Regions from separate parts of the Rattus norvegicus genome. Here all the other regions are linked to region 1. The links are chromatin contacts, called in public Hi-C maps. All regions are on one chromosome and are shown on one strand. The core of a region is the stretch at or near the end of the contact, and the rest is flanking DNA. Distances in the headings are between cores, read along the strand shown. Region 1 has its middle 63 kb from the start of Dsg1. Region 2 holds the start of Dsc2 (desmocollin 2). Region 3 has its middle 41 kb from the start of Dsc3.

Evidence for each region. A called contact is a pair of places that touch in the nucleus more often than the background predicts.
Region 2: a contact with region 1 is called in a Hi-C map of liver, with 3 times the contacts expected there. The contact joins the promoter of Dsc2 here to the enhancer-like site in region 1. A contact is called at or near these places in 3 of 12 Hi-C or Micro-C datasets (hepatocytes, liver and mammary epithelial cells).
Region 3: a contact with region 1 is called in a Hi-C map of liver, with 2.7 times the contacts expected there. The contact joins two enhancer-like sites. A contact is called at or near these places in 2 of 12 Hi-C or Micro-C datasets (liver and mammary epithelial cells).

Annotation. Positions count from the first base shown.
Region 1 is chr18:11,882,432-11,887,244 of GRCr8, forward strand. It overlaps the pseudogene Rpl3-ps1. Among named protein-coding and RNA genes, the nearest start is that of Dsg1, 63 kb to the right of the region's middle. Within about 2 kb of position 3,445, at least 2 of the 93 cell types and tissues checked have an H3K27ac peak or open chromatin away from gene starts, as enhancers often do. A contact at or near this core is called in hepatocytes and liver, where this site is marked.
Region 2 is chr18:11,755,358-11,759,995 of GRCr8, forward strand. Dsc2 (desmocollin 2) reads right to left here and starts at 2,109. Exons shown (of 16, transcript NM_001033688.2): 1 at 1,817-2,109. The coding sequence starts at 1,885.
Region 3 is chr18:11,646,207-11,650,499 of GRCr8, forward strand. No RefSeq gene overlaps it. Among named protein-coding and RNA genes, the nearest start is that of Dsc3, 41 kb to the right of the region's middle. Within about 2 kb of position 1,930, at least 2 of the 93 cell types and tissues checked have an H3K27ac peak or open chromatin away from gene starts, as enhancers often do. A contact at or near this core is called in liver, where this site is marked.

The sequences.
Region 1 (4,813 bases), core at 2,195-4,694:
CTCCATTCCTCTCCTCTTTCCTCCTTCCTTCCCTCCCTCTCTCCCTCTCTCCCTCCTACTTCTTTCCCATATTCCTCAATGCCTCTTATTGATTATAGTACTCCAGAAGCTAGAGAACAGGAATGTATAAATGTAGCTGTTATGATGAGAGGTCAAGAAAAGAGCGAGTAATACGTATCTTACCGAAAGCAAGTGACTTAATATCTTTGAATGAGCACCATTATGCAGTGCTCTTATAGTGAACATTAAATGAATATATGCTAAAGTGTATATTCATGCTCTGTCGGAGGCGTGTGGCGGCAATATGTCTCATAGGAAATTCTCAGCTCCTAGGCATGGGTCCCTGGGCTTCTTGCCTCTGAAGTGCAGCAGCTGGCATCATGGGAAAGTGAAGAGTTTCCCTAAGGATGACCATTCCAAGCCTGTTCACCTCACAGCCTTTCTAGGTTACAAGGCTGGCATGACCCATACATTGTCTGGGAAGTTGACCGACCAGGACCTAGGTGAGCAAGAAAAACGTCATGGAGGCTGTGACCATTGTGGAAACCCCACCCATGGTGGTTGTGGGCACTGTGTGATATGTAGAAACCCCATGAGGCCTCTGGACCTACAAGACTGTATTTGCTGAGCACATCAGCAATAAGTGTAAAAGGCGTTTCTATAAGAACTGGCACCAATCTAAGAAGGCTTTTACCAAATACTGTAAGAAATGGCGAGGTGACACAGGCAAGAAGCAGCTGGGGAAGGACTTCAACAGCGTGAAGAAGTACTGCCAGGTCATCCGCATAATTGCTCACACTCAGATGCGTCTGCTTCCTCTGCTCCAGAAGAAGGCACACTTGATGGAGATCCAGGTGACTGGGGGCACTGTGGCTGAGAAGCTAGACTGGGCCTGAGAGAGGCTGGAGCAGCAGGTTCCTGTGAACCAGATGTTTGGGCAGGATGAGATGATTGACATCATCGGCTTGACAAAAGGCAAAGGCTACAAAGAGGTGATCAGTCATTGGCATACGAAGAAACTGCCCGAAAGACCCATCGAGATCTGCACAAAGTTTCCTGTATTGGAGCTTGGCACCCTGCCGGTGTAGCCTTCTCTGTGGCTCGGCTGTCATCACCGAGCAGAGATTAACAAGAAGATTTACAAGATTGGTCAAGGTTACCTCATCAAGGACGGTAAACTGATCAAGAACAACGCATCTATCAAGGACGGTAAACTGATCAAGAACAATGCATCTACTGACTATGACCTGTCTGACAAGAGCATCAACCCACTGGTTGGCTTTGTCCATTTTGGTGAGGTGACCAATGACTTCATCATGCTCAAAGGCTGTGTGGTGGGAACCAAGAAGAGAGTGCTTGCTCTTCGGAAGTCCTTGCTGGTCCAGACCACACGTCGGGATCTAGAGAAGATTGAACTGAAGTTCATTGACAACACCTTCAAATTCGGACATGGTCGCCTCCAGACCATGGAGGAGAAGAAAGCTTTCATGGGACCACTCGAGAAAGATGGCATTGCCAAGGAGGAAGGTGCTTGATGTCAGGAGTACTTTATGCAGCTGGTGGGGTCTCATCAATAAAATGTTTCCAGTAAAAAAAGTGTATATTCATACCAAGAAGTGATGGATACCTGACACTCAGTTATATATTTTCAGAATAGCTTTTAAATTCCCCAACTATTTCTTAAAAGTTGATTTTTTTACTGTTTATGATTTTTTGATGCTTTTTAAAATTATGGCTTGAAGTTACAAAATAGCCTCTGTCTTCTCTCCTTATATCAAACTTTCTTTTCTCTTAAATTCAAACACCCTCAGTGAGCTAGTACTAAGAATTTCATTAGTATATGATATTTACAAATTCTACTTCCTTTTGAGGAAGAAAATTGAAAACAAATAGAAAAGTTGAGTTCTGTCCTATTTTGCTTCTCATTTGTTCATGATGCTTTAGGTGTTAATTAAAACTGTGTTTTTCATCCCTCCCTATAACCTACTTTCTACATGAAATAAACATTATCATCATCATTTAAGAAGTAAGTGTATTTAAAGAGATGGCTCATCAATTAAGAACACTTACTGCTTTGAAGAGGATCCAATTTCCTGGTACCCAAATCTAGTGGCTCACAACTTTCTGTAACTCCAGGTCCAAGGAAATCCCATGCCCTTTCCTGGGTTTTGCAGGCATGCATGGGTACACTCACAACACAGACAGGAAGTCAGACAGGTAGACAGACACACACACACACACACACACACACACACACACACACACACACACAAATAAATAAAACCAAAAATAAATCTAAAGGACAGGAAGGAAGGAAAACAATAAAATAAAAACAACAATTAAAAAAAAAGAGGTAAAACAATTTCCTTGTTGTGGCAATCCAGCAGAACCTGGTGTTGAAATCAAGGTTTACTTAAGCTTCAGCCTTATCATTTGGACATTTATATTGTCTGTGCTTTCTACTGACTCACTATTGCATTTCAGTAATCATTTCAACTGTTTCACAATCTAGTCCATTCTTTTCACAAATAACCATTAAAGACTATGTGGCCAGTAGTCTATGCACTGGAATCTACAATTTAGCAAGTGAGAGACAATAAAACTGTACAGTTCTTGTCTATTTTCTAATAAATTACCACTGCCTTTGCAAGTCAAACAACACACATTTATTATCACAGCTACTGTGGGTCACGAGTGGAACATGAAACTCTGCTTAGGTCTTGTATAGATGCCATCAACTACGAATAAAGCTTGGGTCACTACCTGAGATTCGTACCTCTTCCAAGTAATTAGTTCTTTGCGATTGTTGAACTTTTGGATTTTTGTTCAGCCACCAGAAGCCACCCACAGTTGCTTGTCATGCAAGCTTCTTCAGAGGGAACTTTCAAAGCTTAACAGATTGTTATTTCAAAGCCAGCAAAAAGTAAAGACCTAGTTAATTTTTTTTGTAACGTGTCCTAATCCAGTGACGTCCTACTGCCTTTGCTGCTGTAATCTGTGAAAGTGATAGGCAACCGCCATTGCTATCAGACATTGGTTAGGAACAATTGACAGATCCCTTCTATATCCAAGGAGGACTTTGCACAAAGCGTGACTATCAGAACACAAAACTATGTAAGTACAGAGTAGCATATGCTCTGTCTGCATAAAGTGGAGCAAGAGTAATACTCGTTAGAAACGAGTGATCTGTGAGTAATGGACACGGAATGTTATAGTATGGCCAGGGTCCTTGAGGAAGTGACGCCTAACTAGCTATGATGATCTCAAGGGTGGCTGGAAGACAGTCGAAGTCCAGGAAAATGATATGAAGTCAGACTGGTAGGAAGAAGCTGGTTCACAAAAGGATTTATTTGTGCATGTACATGTTTCTGCTTCATACTAATACTGTGAGGGCTGGTAGAAATCCTCAGTAGACGAATGACCAAACTTGCCAGTAAGCCAGGTGACTGAGTTCAATCACTCAAAACACACACAGTAGAAGGAGAGAGCAAACGCTCAGAAGTTGACCTCTGATCTCTAACTGCATTGTGGCTCATTTTCCCTCCCATTCTAAATAAATAAATAAAGTTAATTTTAAAATTAAAAAAACAATACATTAAATACTATGAAGATGTAATCTGGTTAAATATTTTGAAGGATCACTCCAATTGCTATATTAAAAATTGCTCAGAGACTTGGCAGTAGGAGTAAGAAGACTGTAGAAGACTTCCATAGAATGGTCTGAGGCATAAGAGATAAGGCTTTGGAATGGTGTAACAGTGGTTGAAGACGAGATGAGTGAGGATAACAGCAGTTAGATTTGCTGTTCTATTAGACACTAAGCAAGGAATAGAGAAATGCAAGAAAAGCACCTTCACCTTTGTTCTTACTAGTTTGTAAAAGATTATCTGCATCCAAGTAATTACTCTCTGGTGTTAATCTAATTAAGATACATCAAATTCTCCGAATGATGCTCTATAGTGAAGGAATTCTACACTCTATAGGCCATATGCAGCCTTTCGGTGTTGAATAATGTCTGACAAGATCACACATCACCCTTGTTTTTTGTCCAGAGTCATTGTCTTACAGACTTTGTTTATAGATTTAGAAAATGCTAAATTAACATCTGTGTCACTACCATTTGGAGTAGGAAATACAATGGTTTCCTTAATGTGGTAACTCTTAATTAAGTTAGCATATTTTCCTCTGTTCTCTTAAAGTGATCATTTACATGAAAATCAAGTCAAGTTTGATTTGTTTTGAGGCTAAATCACTTGAAGGTTTTAGTATCCACAATCCTCTTAACATGTATCCAATGGCCAAAATGAAGTCCTGCCTATAAATGATGGTAGGGGAATGTGTTCATTCTTTGATTCAGAGACAAATCACAGAAAGTAGTTCCAATTTACTGACATTTCAAGTGTGAGCCACCACTTTCTGTAGCATAGTGTGATGGCCACAGCTCATAACAACCTGCTCTAAATCATAAAAATTACTAGAAGAGGCTCGAAGATTTTGAACACAAAGTAATGAGCAGATGGAAACATTAATCATCCTGGCTGATCAGTATACTACATTAAAAAAAAACTACCACATTGTATGCCCACAAACATTTGTAATTAAAATAACTCTCATTTAAAATAAGAAATAAATAAAAACTAGGAAATAAAACCATTAAGAAAAACAGAGATCAAATAAATGACACCTACTACTCTACTTTGAAAGTTCAGGTTTCACATGTGAGTGACATTGTGCAGTGTTTGCCTTCCTGTGACTGGTTTATTTTACTTAGCCAGGTGTCCCCCAGGTTCATGTACACTGTAAAAGTAGAAAA
Region 2 (4,638 bases), core at 859-3,358, 130 kb before region 1:
GTGTTCATTTCCAGAATAAAGGATGAATGAATCATGGGGTTGAATTATGTGTAGAACAGAACACATCTCTTGAACTTGTCAAGGGAGCTCTCAGACGCCGTAGAGAACAAAGCACCTTTTGGCTTTCAGGAAGAAAGCTCAGGGGCTTAAGACACTGTGGGGTGAGGCAGTACTAGGAAGTGGAGAAAAACTGCCTGGTGGAGTGTCAAAGGATTACCTGAGTGTATGCGAAAGAAGAGACACATAGGGAGCCTCGCCCCTGAAAAACTTCTTCAGTAGACCTTGTATTTACTTACTCTATGCTTTTCTCACACCCATCTCAGGCTGGAGAAGCTTCGTTTACATGGTTCCTGGAGGGTAAAACCAACTGAAGGGACTCACACTACACTTTCCTGCTTGAAAGCAAAACCCACATTCCCAGACTCAAGAAATGATGAGGGGCTCTACTTATTCACCCATGGCTTACGCTTCTTTTAAAGGATCTCGGAGTGTGGGCTTGCAACAGGGCAGCGCTATATCAGGAAGACTAAGCATGCCTTTTCTTTCAAAGAATAAGGCCCTGTGTTACAAAAGGAAGTGGCAACGTCCCTCACTAGGTATCAACCAAAGTTCACACTCTGTCATCGGCAGAATATTTTGTGATGATTATTTGCCCCAGGCTGGGTTTCTTTAGCCATAAAACCCTGACTGCAAGGTTCCTGTCCCAACCTGTGCTTATGAATAGTCTCTGGGAATTCTGATTGAATTCATTCCTTGGGATGTCCAGTAACCAATCACATTCTTCAGTAATTAAAAATGCAGGAATCCCTTGTGAAAGGAAACTTGAGGAGAAATGGAAGAACTCTCACTTCCACACTTTGGTTCCCTGGGTTCCTCCAGGCTTCCTTCAAAGCCAGCTTGAGTGATTGCTGCAGGCTATGGGGGGAAAGGACAGTATCAAATTGGTAGCTATTTGCCCTGGCATAGTGAACTTTTGCCTTGTACAAGAGACCCCCGATAAAACTATAATCTGGAGCATTCTTTTCCCAAACTCCCCAACGGCCTAGTCAGTCCCAGAGGTGAATTCTTGAGTCTTCTGGTTCCCTAGGGAGATCAAGACCTGTCCCCAATAAAGCCATAAATTTTGATTCACACTTCTGAAAGGGCTGAAGGTCCTGCCTGTTGTACTTCTTACAGCAAGAATCTGAGCAGGAGTTGAGAAGAAAAATCAAAACTCCTTCTAGGACAAGATCTCGGGACCAGGATGTTCACTTCTCAGAGATTTAGGGAATCAGTGGTCACCTCGTGTGGACCCATCTCCTAACTTTGTAAGAAAAGTGCAGAGTCTCTCTCTCCTTCATTCCAACTCTCACTTCTAGAATCCTCCCATCCCAGCACCACGGAACCCTCAAAAGCAACAAGTCTTTTTTTTTTTTTTTGACCCCAAGGGCACCACGCCGGCCTTTAATGTCCTCTGCCAGGCAGCTGACTTCACTCAGGACCGCCTGAACCCAGGGCTCCTGTGACGGTACTCCAGGCCGGGGCTCAGCCCTGGCGCACCCCGCTCTGCCCAGAGAACCCCGAGGCCAGGGTTTTGGCTGGGCGTCCGCGATCCGCCCCCGTCTCCATCCACGCGCGCGCCTATTACAGCTCGCTCGCAGCTACACTCCCTCCCCTGAGGGGCCTTGGTGTCCGGGTCGCTCGGCTTCCTGCCGTCCTTCCTCACCGCCAACAACTGCTGCAGTTTAAGGTGACCTGAGACCTAGTGATCCGACCCGGGCCAGTCGCCCCGGCTACATGTCCCTCTCCCCGTCCGTGAGTTGGTCCCGGTGCTCACCGCGAGGGTCAACAGGTGTCCCAGGCCGAGGGCAGGGCTCCCGGAGCGCGAGGATCCCGCTGCCGCCATGGCTAACTCAAGGGACAGGTCACCGCCCCGCACCCGCTGCGCAGAGGTGGAGCGCGCACAGGCACTTTTCTCGCGCTTGTCTGATGCTCCCGCCTCGGTCCCCAGGGGCTTTTCCTCTGGCCGAGGGTGGAGCTCCGGGCAAGTCCAAAAGACTCCAATCGGCCACTCCTTGTTATTTTTCTTGAGTCTTCATGACTTTAAGAACTCAACCGGTGGGAACTCCCTGTGGCCGCCACCCTTTCACCTGTGCAGACGACACCTATATGTCCCTTGTCACCCCCCAGCCCCCACCCCGCCCCGATGGCGGTCTAGCAGGATTAACAGCTGGCCCTGCCCAGCAGAAGGCCTGACTGTACTAAGACTCACCGCGAGCTCTGGCCCTGGCCCCGCCCAGAGCACTGCCCACTGCCTGTGGAGTTACCTGGGGAGGCGGGGAGGGGGTGTAACTCCCAAACCCACAACTGCCCTGGATCAACTGGCTGAGTTACATCTGCCTGAAGCTAGCCTGATAAGATGTGGACTCAAGGGACATTCTACTGTGTAAATCAAAGTCCCACAGACATATAAATAAGGTTCTAACAGGAGTTCCGCCCTAAAAGGTCTCAAGGTTCCGAAAATAGATTGACAGTGACACTGGTTCTATAATTTATCGAGGAAAAGGAAAGAGGGAAGGTGGAAAGGAAGGGAAGGAGGAAGGGAAGGAGGAAGGGAGGGTGGGAGGGAGGGAGGAGGGGGAGGGAAGTAAGGAGACTAGGGAGGGAGGAAGGAAAGAAGGAAGAAAGGAAGGAATAATAAAACAAGTTACTATAGAAACCCATCAACTGAGGCCTCACCATTGGCTAAATGTGGGCCCTCTGATTTCCTCTATGTTGTCTTTTGTGATTTTTTTTTTCTCTGAGCACGTCCCACATGGAGTTCTGGACATTCTGGTACCAATTATTTTTCTCTGTTCTGACATCAGGATTAGAATTCGTGATGAAAAGTGAAAAAGAGCAGGAGTATTCACACTCTGGACTTGACAGCACTTGAGCCCATGAGTTATAACAGAACTTAAGCAGAAAGATTAAACCTGAGAGCTCGGAATTCTGCAGAAGGCCTCGCCGTGCTGACTCATCTGCACCTCTTTTCTAAGACACTATAAAGGCTTCACCAGAAAGGCAAACGTGTCCCTTCCTTATTGCCTGGTTTAAAGACAGTCGCAGAGAGCAAACGTGAAGCGCTGACCACAGCGCTCAGTACCATTTCAATTATTGACACTGCTTCCCCTCTGTGAACGCCCCAGAACGGTGGTAACAGCAACCACACGCTTAATTCAAAATTAATAGTTAATGCCTGACCTGGTGGTTTCTATCAATGTAGGTGTTCTATTGTCTCCAGAACCATAAAATGAGTAGCCCTTGCTAGTGAAATAAGTCTGGGTCATGAGTCTGACTGTCATGTGTTGTTTTCTTATTTCTTAATGCTCATTTGTGCTTGCCCAGTGCTGATTTCATAAATTCCTAGCAACTCACTGGTGATGACATCGCACTGTCCAGCTCCGAGCTTTCTAGAAAACACAGAAGCCAGCGGGTTTCAGCACCACTCCTCTTGCCAACAGGACACTGACACACGCTTTGCTACCCTCAGCCTCCAATACCTTTGGAATGCCTCACGCTCCTCCTCACTAAGGAAAAGGAAGCCATGTGCCAATTAATCTCAGGTAAATGGAGCTTTCCAATGGCAACTTTTATTTGTTTCTTTGTGAAAGTTTGCTCAAGGAATTAGATAAAAATTACAGACTCTAAGTAAATGCTCTGCCGTAAAGGATTAGACTAGCTGGCCATTGCAAACGTCTCCTCGAACCAGTTTTGAAACATCCTACCGTGAAAGACTGAGAGGTGTGGATGGATGTGGCTCCTTTAGGAACTGCCGTTCGGCTGCGGACAGAACTCTGAGACAGAAGCCAGCTCTGCAGTACTCTAAGAGCGTCAAAAGTAAAGATCAGCTTTCTGTTCGTCCTGCCCTGTTGTGAGAACTCCTCGGGCCTCTGTGCTCACGGTTGGTAAGGACACTGGCTGCTGCCCTCGGGACCCCCTTCATCTTCATCTGAACTGCTGAACTGATCCTGAGAGATTTACTAAGAAACGGCTGAGACAGAAGCCGGTTACATAGATATTACAGTCAGAACCAAAAGCTCCTTAAACCCAAGAATATTGTAGACCTTGAACTCTGGGGACCAAATCTATCCAATAGCTTCATAGTCTCCTAGTTTCAGAAGCTAAATACACTGAAGTAAACAAAAACCTCAGTTACACAGCTATGCAGTCACCTGTAGATCCCCACCTCTATCCCCTGCCATCGCCAGAGCCCAGGAAAGAGAACCAGGCGGATGAATGTGGCTTTCCGCAGGACTCAACCTCTTAAGGTGTGTCCCTGATACAGAATGACAGCGGAGCAAGTGTGACACAAATCTAAGAAGGAAGACAGAACAAGACTGAAGTGCGCTGCTTAGGTCCCGCAGAGGCAGAAGTCAACAGCAAACCTGATGATAACCACAGCACAGAGTTGTCACGGGGATCACATGGTATAGTGCGTGAAGTGCTCGGACTAAATACTGTAAATGCTCCTCACCTCCTTCTGTGTCAGGATGATGGGCACCGTCCACACAGTCCACACCGTCCACACCATCCTGCCCCATCTCTGGCCACTTACATTGCAGGCTCCGTCTCGTTCTTGTGAGTGTGCGCCTGAAGGACACTCTTTACTTGGTCTAG
Region 3 (4,293 bases), core at 680-3,179, 240 kb before region 1:
AAATGAAGTCTGCCAGCAACCTGAGTGAGTCTTTCTTCTTCGGGCCTCTGGGTGAGAGTGCAGTGCAGTATGGCAGCTTCCTGGTATCTCCAGCTGCATTTTGTGGGGTGGGGGTGGGTGGATCATAGAATCCTGATTATAAATCTGGGCTCCTTAAATCCATAAAGTTCTTGGCCATTTGTAAGACATCAATAGAAAAGGGTCATAGAAGATTCCTCCTCAGATAAAACAATTTACACAAGGAAATGTAACAGAAATGACAAAGTAACGAGAGAAACACTAAGTCACAAGGGCCGATACCTCAGAGTGTGACAACGGAAACATTTCTTTCAGGGAAAGCTCACATTTGCTATGTAGAACTTAAAGAGTTCATATGTGAAGAGACATCTATCACACATACACCAAGATATCCTGGCATATGAGCAAAGCTCCTCGTTAAATGAAGAAGGGGGTAACTACATTAACCGTGAACTAAGAAGCAGCTGACATGATCAATAGATAAACTGATCTAATAATGGCATAATAATCAGCCATGTTCTCTAATTAAGAAACAATGGACACTCATCATCATTATCGCTCATCGTAATGAATGTCTCTCACACAACCATGAAGAATTTTAAGAGCAGTCTCATAGGCTGCAGGCTTCTGGCATCTTGAAATCCTGTTGTTTGTTGTTGTAAAAATATAAATGTATGTGGCTGGCAAATTACTGCAAGCACAAGTATTTCTATCTCTTACCTTTCTTACCACAGAGAAGACTGTAGATCTATGGATTCAGAAGTGCGTAGAATCTTAGAATATAAAACAAGAGGAAACATGTGGTCTTTGCTTCAGAGAGGGGCGCCAAGTGTCAGTGTAAGACATTGGCTCAGGGTAGAGACAAAACGCTGAAAGGTAACATAGGCCAGCTGGAGGGTAAATGGCTCTACAGATCCAGGCTGTAGAGACATGTTGAAGGACAAGCTAGAGCCCCACTATTGGAAGATGACCAAGATGCCAAATGTTGGTATTGGCAGTGAGGTTCTCTAAAACACTTGCTGGCACATGCCTTCTTGGATAGTCAGTTACAAAGGAGCCTCCCTGTGATGCGCACATGAAGACCTCTGGCAATCATCAAAGCCCAGCTGCGAGCTCAAGATCTAGCTCAAGAAAGCACAGAAAATCAGATGAGGGAAGGAGCAGAAAGAAAATTAGAAGAAACAGAGTAGCCCAGGGAGCTAAAGAAAAAACAGTGAGACCATGGGAAAGCAAGAAGATGAAAAAAAGAATGGAGGGAGAAAATGCAAGAGAGCAGGCACCCCTTACTGAACCAAAGCAAGATCCCAGACGCTGGGTGGACACAGGATACAAGCCCAGACATCCCACTGGGATCCCCACACCCACCCCATTCCAGCTCACATATGCTGCCTTTAGAAATAGGGACACGCCAAGCAAAGCATTTCCTCTCCCTTCCAGGAATGAAACTTAAAATTTAAAACTGGCTTTAGTTACTCTCCTCACTGCTATATCTTTAGCATTGAAAACTATCCTTAGCATGTGGTAACTGACCAAGAATTATCACTAACTGAATGAATAAATTAATGAATGGTCATATTTTAAACAAGAGACTACGTAGGTAGATCTAGTACTTACATAGGTCACCTGACAAGTCACAAAGTATTTCCACACATGGACACAAAAAAAATCAGAGCATTATTTGTACTCAAACTTGAACCTTGCTCTTGGCTTGGCCTAAGTACACACACACACACACACACACACACACACACACACACACACACACTGAATGTGGGGACCAAGCAGACAAAAGCTCTCTTAGAAAACATCAGGTGTCTTCCTGCCAGGGAGCGCCACAAGAATTTGCTGAGTAAACACTCCATTCTATAAGTGTCACAACCACAATAGGGGTGGGACCCCCCACTGTCTCCTCTACAGGGCCAAAGACACCTCCCTGCCGGAGCTTGAATGTGTGTTGTACTTACTAGCCAATAGATTCAAAGGTCAATGTGCTTAGCCAATAAGTTTAAACTGTAACCTTGCTTGTACTCCTAAAACAGTATAAAAAGTGTGTGCCTTTGTCCCTGGGGGTCACCTCTGCCCCGATTGCAGAATGACCCTAGTGCACTAGACTAGTAAACCTCTTGCTTATTATATCGATCTCCGTCTCTGTGTCTCTGTGTGTGGGACATCCTGTACACAGGACTCAGTGGGCTTTTCTCAAGTCTTACAACAACACACACACACACACACACACCATGTGTGTGTGTTAGGATTATTTTATTTTTTTATTTACATATATATATGTATATGCAGATGCCTATGCAGTACATAAGAACACATAAACACTGGATCTGAATAGGATATCATGAGGTACCCACTAGGGGTCTAGCAACTAAACTCAGATTCTTTAGAAGAGCATTAAGTGCTCTTAACCACTGTGCCATCTCTCCAGCCCCTACAGGTGCATCTGTGTGTGCTTTCTTGTCCCTCTCTCTGGGTCTTTATTCTTATGCTGTCTTAAAGTCTCCTGAAGACAGTGGCTTTAACCTGCTGTTACATGATTGCTGTGCATGCTCAGTTATGGAGTGGAAGTTAATCTAATCAGCAGTTAGAAATAATGATTGGTTTAATTGTTATTTTTTAAAAAATATGAATACAAGTTGATTGCAGATTCGACTTTTAAGCATTTGTAAAATGAGTGAAAGTTTGTAAAAGTATTTTATTCGCCTGGTGTGATTGTCATTTTGGAGCCTTCCTGCTGGACAAGCTCACTCTTTCTAGCTCTTTCTGAACTCTGCTGGCTGGTTCAACTCAGCTGTTCTGACTCAAACTCCAGAGCTGACTGTTTCAATTTAGCTCCTCATGGAATTGCTCTGCCTGGCCTCAAACTAACTCTGGCCATCTGTTCTCATCTGACTCCTTCTTATTCTCTGACTTCAGCTGCCTCTGCTGATCTGTGCTCAACTACATGAACTCAGGACAAACTCCCAGCTCTGACTCCCAACTGCCTCAACTCTCAACTCTGTCTCTCTGTCTCTCTGTCTCTCTGTCTCTCTGTCTCTCCCTCCCCCCCCCCCTCTCTCTCTCTCTCTCTCTCTCTCTCCCTCCCCCACCCTGTGCTGCTCTTAAGAAGTGTCTCTTTCCTATCTGTCCCCATGAGACATCTTATTTCTGACTCACGTTGTCTAATCTTTCTCTGATTTGTCACTTTGTCTGCCCCTCAATTAGACATCACTATCAAGCACTGCTCCTTCTACGAACTAAACTTACCTACATTGTTTGGCATTAAAGGTGTGTGTATACTAAAGGCATATCTGTATTCCACCCAGAGGAGTTAAAAAGTCCTCTACAAAAATTAAAACTGGTTAAAGTATTGGATTGACAGTGACAGAAGTAAGAATTTATCCAATTTTGTGGAGATGTGCACTCTCAAAAATATAAGCATACGAATTTACTGTAATGGGATTATGTTCCTATTTCCCTTTTGCCTAAATATTTTTGAGTATAGAGACAAAGTAAGTTGGGAAAGTAAAGGTGTATTTGACATCATGGGTTGTCACTGGAGACATGATTTGAAGCCCAGGTTAACATATGAGATCTAGGTCCTGGAGCTGCAGAGCATGCCCAGTAAGTATTCCCTACTCTCACAGAAGACCCTGATTCTGTTCTCAGCACCCACACAGCAGCTCATAACCATCTACGACTCCAGTTCCCAGGAATCTTGTGCCCTCTTCTGGTTTCCGTAGACTCTTGCATGCACCTGGTACACAGAAATACAATCAGGCTCACATACAAAGAAAAGAAAATAATTTTAAAATAAATAAAATAAAGCCCAGATCTTCTGAATGACAAGACTTTTCAGGTTTGACAAGGTCCTCTTTTGGAGAGTAACATGGCTTTGACCATCTGAACTTATACATAGTCACATTCAATCCCTGAAATGCGCTTCTGACTTTGGTTCAGAGATGTACTGTGCACTTCACTAAGTTACAAGCACAAGGCAGAAGTGTTACTAAGACAGGAAAAAATGTATCATTGTCCCTGTGCTCTCTCTTTCTTGGGCCTTTTATGCTCGGCATTTCCTCAGGTAAACTTATGTTATTATATGTCTGTTTTAACTTGTCTATGATGATTCATATTTTTTAAAAAACAACCCAGCAGAGCAGGAGTAATTTTTAAGACTGTCTTTAGCTTCCAGCACATCGCATCATATCAGAAAGACTGCATGATTCAGTAGGATAATTTCAGCTATAACATAGCTCTCTAACCAGTAACTCTGTATCACTTTAGAGT